Regions from separate parts of the Solanum lycopersicum genome. Here region 1 is linked to region 2. The links are chromatin contacts, called in public HiChIP or PLAC-seq maps. All regions are on one chromosome and are shown on one strand. Each heading gives the region's core, a stretch centred on a gene start, on an enhancer-like site or on the middle of the called end of the contact. The rest is flanking DNA. Distances are from core to core; before and after follow the strand shown. Region 1 holds the start of LOC101263256 (F-box protein At2g16365). Region 2 holds the start of LOC101264565 (auxin-responsive protein SAUR68).

Region 1 (2,700 bases), core at 59-2,558, 290 kb after region 2:
TTATAAATCAACTCACTACCCACCTATTACTAATTAAGTTCCACCCAATTAATATATCATTTCTAATATCAAAATCGTCTTAAACACTACTAAAGCACAAAGAAATTACTGATTCGTGAAAATGACATTCAAAATTATTTGAGTCTGAATTGAAACCCCAATTAAATTTAGATTGAGCCGTTTATTTAGGAGGACACTTCCAATAGGATTCTTTTTCAAGTTTGAATTTGAAATTTATAATTAAAGGTAAAGAAGTAGCACCTCTCGAATTAATTCATGCACTTTTTTAAATATAATTTTATAGATATTTATTCTTTATTTTAAATATTAAAATTTTAATATATTATTTTTTTAAAAAAAAATTATCTATTAAGTAACATCACATAATTGGGATGAATGAATAATTAAGATGAACATAGTCAGACTTTTAAGTTTGTCGGTAATTTTTGTTTAGACACTTGAATTATAATATGTTTTTGACTGAGGACTTGAATGTATGATAATGTACTTTTATAGGTATTTTCGTCTTAAATTTTTAGAAACATTCATTGGTAGTAGTTTTTCTGTTGTGCATGAGTAATGGGGCGGGTTTTTTTGAACTCATAGGTGGATGAGAAGGGTATTTTGGAGTCAATAGCTGGATGAGGAAGATATTTTGAAGTCAATAGGTGGTTGGGGTAATTTTGTACTATTTCTGATACTTTAAGGTATTTTAGGCCCTATTTCTTTATTGTTTCTAATAAAAATCCATAGTGTGTACAACCGATTTCTAGTTACACGTGTATCTTGTATTAATAAGTATATTTTCATTTGTATTATTAAATAATGTTTTTATATATGATATGAACTCGAATATGTATGGTTTTTTTTGGTAATTGTTCTAAACTTGTCTGCATATTTTTTTCACGTTACGAGTTTCACAAGTTTTCATAAGTAGTACACTTAACCTTTTTTAATTGAAAAACTTCTTTTAATTTTTTATTATATTTTTCGTTTTCAGACTATCTAACTACACAAATATATGTCATATATAATAATTCAATTTATAATCACAGATTAATTATAACCAAATTCAAATTAAATTTATATATTTGATACTAGATTCATGCATATATATATATATATATGATACTCGATTCATGCATATATCAATTCAAATCAACATGCTTTGAATTAAATAAAATATGAAAAATATTTTATTTTGTTACCAAATCCAAAGACACATGAAATTTATAGATATTTGTGTGCGTGCCAATTTGTCTGTCTGCCCATACATACAAGATATTTTTGAAAAATCTAAAAAAAGGTATGATACTTTTGCTCGTATCAAATTATAATTATTTCTCTTTTTAAAATAACAAACCTTTTTCATTTAATTAATAAAAAATATAAAAATATATGGATAGGATGCCAAACACCGATGCTTTTGCTCCTATGAAACACAAAAAAACAAAATGATTAGAAATGCTAATTGGATGGCTATATGTATCCTTCTAACTAACATTTATTTTCTCTCTCTTTCCTGTACACAAATGGCCAGTTTATAGTTCAATTTCTTTGAATTTTGCCAAGAGCAGAGGTGAGTTCACTTTCAAGTATATTTAATTCTGGTTTTATCTAAGTACAAATTCAGTCTATGATTTTGGTATTTACAGAAGTGGCAGAAATTGTTGAGTAATTCTTTATAAGTTTAATCTGTTTTGAATCATTGAGCCAAATCATGATTTTGGTCCTGATGTAACTAGTAGCGGAGCTTAGATTTTTACTAAAAGGGTGAAAAGATAAAGAACTGCACTTGTTATGGAGTAGAAATTGTTTCTCGTATTTGGTTCGATAAAATTTTTGAAAAATATTTTTGTAGTTGCTCAAAAATGACTTGCTTAATAAAGACTTTGAACTTTTTTGTATTACCATCCACAAAAACTACCATATTGAATCCATAATTTAGAGACAATGAGGATAGGCACTTCTTTGGACACTGTAGCAAAATTGACTGGACATTATCCTCGCATTTCTAAATTATGGAAGATTTTATTACGAGATAATTTTCAATTTTCTCATGTTTGATTGGCCAAATGTTGTGGAGAACATATTCTCTAGGAAAACAAGTTCCTTGAAAAATAGCAAGTGTATCTCAATTACACTATTGGAAATGGTACCATTACTTGCCCGTTTGACCCTTTCAGTTTAATCTCAAGTAATAGTAAGTGTTGTCTGAATTTTGACCATTTGGTATTGCTGGTATCTTGCAGGTGAGTGGAATGGACCTAAATATACCTGCTCTAGAAGCACTTGACTGTCTCGACAAAGAAGTTGGACATAAATTGCCTGACTTAAACTTGGAGCTTCCATCTTTGACGGATAAGTTGGAACCAACTTCTTCCACAACTCATAGTTTGGATTTGAGATTGTTCCTTGGCCATAATGAGCAGCCAAGTCCTTTGAAAGCTGATTTTTCCCTTGCGACCCTGCTCGAAGACAAGCCTGGTAGCAGATGGGTCAAGCGCCTGAAATTGAGTGCTTCATCTAATGTGAAAGCAAACAAGTCCCATCGCAAAAATTCTAAAGTTACCATAACAGGCTCAGTACTCACAGCTGGTAAACTTCATTGTGAAGAATTGATGGATCATGATAGAACTCTGGCCTTAGCAAGGAACTCGGACTCTTCTCCTATGTATGTTATGAAGAAACAACATGAGT
Region 2 (2,700 bases), core at 183-2,682:
GGAATTTCGAAATTAGGAGTGAGTCACTTTTCAATTGTGGGAAATGGAACACTATAATTTGTGGAATGGATCGAATTGTGTACATTTAGGTGCTTACAATATTTATTTTGCCAAACCGAATATAGGCCTGTAGAAGGTTGAGTGTTACTACATTGTAGACTTGACATGCCTAGTCAAGGACATGGCACGGGGATTTATTAAGGATGTCCAAAGGACAAGTTGGATTATTGTCTCAATGTTTCTTCCCGGAAGGAATTGTTTATACAGAAAGTTTGATCTCTCCAAAATCACTTATTTAAGATTTTCTTATATATGACCAAAACACATTTCTTTTTCTCTTTATTTACGAAATCTTGTAAGAGCCTATTTCCGGTAAGTTTATCAATTGCTCGCATTTTTTTGGTTCCGAAATGTATTTATCAAAGTTGTCAGAGAAGTGATTGAAGCCGTGACTTTACTTTATTTTACCTATTACTGATTGTCTAATGCTACTAGTAATACACTGTTTATTCCAAGAAGATTTATGTATTGGATTTCAAATTAAATTATAAGTTACGTGATCAGTTAATGCTTATGACTTCTCACCAATGCCAATAATTTGTGTCCTTTGAATGAAGAGTTAGGACTCAAAGCTGGTAGATCAATTTATGATTCAAAATATTTAACCATTAAGGTTTTTGGCACTAAATTCATATTGTACTTTGAAAATTGTACGTGCAACTCAACTATTCTACATAGTAATTGCTATCCGTATCAAACAACTTCGCAAACACCACAAGGAATAGAACAAAATGGAGTCAAGAAAATGGTAATTTTGATGAATAATAAATATTGACATTCTATATATACACTTGTTTAGTACCATGTATCTACTATAAAAATTGTTACAGTTAGCTTAACAAACTAACAATTCTAGATTTCGTCGTTCTTGAAGGTATGAAGCAGATGAACATTGATTGGAAGGTACAGAAACAAGCAAAGCATTCTGAAGATCAGCGGCTACACCTCTTTTGACGAGTGATATGATATAGTTCATGAACAGTGCATCACATGGTAATGTAATAGGACCATAACTTGGAAGTCCAAACTCTTCTTCAGACATGTGCAACAGTTGTCTGATTACGTCATGTTGAAGATAAGCCAATGGAACCACAAATCGCTTTTGATCGGTTGTATACACCACAAAGTGGCCTCTGTCAACTATGGAAGATGATGTGCTACAACTCTCAGCATCATAGTAATTGGATCTTGGAAAAGAAATTCTCTTCCTCTGCTTAGCTGCAAACTTTTGCCATTTCCTTGCCATCTTGATGAGTTTCTTGGCGCTTATCATACTGATTTCTTTGAAATATCGGAAAAGAAAAGTTGATTATCTTTTAAAAGATTTGATTTAGAGTTATCTGCTTGATGATCAAACCAGCTTTTGGAAACACATTATATATAGTTGAGACTTTGAATTATAGCTAAAGCTGCCAACCTGGAATAAGTATGCTAGACAGAATCATGTGATGCTGTTTAATATGGGACCTAAGGACTTGTGAACATGGCTGGTTGTGCATTTATTCACTCCTCTATCACCATAAAACCAAGTGGTCCTGGACTAATTAATCAACTTTAATAACAACAGAGAAGGTTAACCATGTGAGATTTCATGTGCTATTTTCTTTCCAGTTACCACCAATTTCTCTCAACCACTAAACATTTGGATATGAAACTTGTCATAAATTTATATATAATCAGAGCCAAACATTTCAGCACAACACAAGTATCCTGACATTCAAAGAACTTTCATTTTATATATCCGTGATCCTCCAAGTTTGTTTTCTTTCTTTTCCTTCATCAATTAGTATTAGAAAATACTCCTTGAGACAATGGGTATCAAAGTGACTCCATTTGTTCAAGCTAATCGGTTCTTAAGGAGGTCTAATGGAGGTGTTCCAAAAGGATGTTGTGCAGTATACGTAGGAGAGAGCCAGAAGAAGAGATTCGTCGTGCAAGTGTCTTACTTGAGCCAGCCTTTATTTCAAGACCTGTTAGCTCAGGCTGAAGAAGAGTTTGGCTTTGATCATTCGATGGGTGTTCTTACAATACCTTGCAAAGAGGATGTGTTAGTTGATGTTACTTCCCGCTTAAGAAGATCATGAGTAGTATCATAGTGCAAATTCTTCAACGAATGAGATTTTGTAAAGCATTAGGATTAGAAATTAGAAAGAGGAGATTGTAGAAACAGCAATTTTATTGTATAGTTGTGAACCACCAGAACTTTGGAGGGATAAACCCGTGTAAATTTAAGTTACATACTTCACAAAGATTATGGGTTAACAGATTATCTATTATATTTCTGAATCTACACCTTTATATTGCTCTAAACGTTGCCCTTTTATCATGTCTTTGCATTTTCAAACAGCAAAACTTTCAGTTTTACATCTTTAATCTAATCTATAGACTATTCTTCGTTCATTCATTCCGTCAAGAAAATAAATGATAACTTTGGACTCTTAAAGAATCATGCAACGCTTTCATTCTGTATTTGATCATACCAAAGAATGACAATCATCATAGTGCTCCTTGACCCCTTCCATTTAGCAGATTTTCTTATCTTAGCGTGGCCAGTTGAATATGCATCATGCTGAGTAGTATAATACATAAAAACAGTAAATGCATTCTATGTTGGAACCTTTTTTCTTTACTTTTTTCTCG

What was found. HiChIP or PLAC-seq counts read pairs in DNA pulled down with a chosen protein or histone mark.
Region 1: a contact with region 2 is called in an RNA polymerase II HiChIP or PLAC-seq map of leaf, with 5 times the contacts expected there. The contact joins the promoter of LOC101263256 here to the promoter of LOC101264565 in region 2.

Annotation. Positions count from the first base shown.
Region 1 is chr10:51,782,803-51,785,502 of SLM_r2.1, forward strand. LOC101263256 (F-box protein At2g16365) reads left to right here and starts at 1,309. Exons shown (of 3, transcript XR_743510.4): 1 at 1,309-1,579; 2 at 2,253-2,700.
Region 2 is chr10:51,487,764-51,490,463 of SLM_r2.1, forward strand. It overlaps LOC101264565 (auxin-responsive protein SAUR68), which reads right to left and starts at 1,433. Exons shown (of 1, transcript XM_004248662.5): 1 at 793-1,433. The coding sequence starts at 1,333. The coding sequence ends at 896.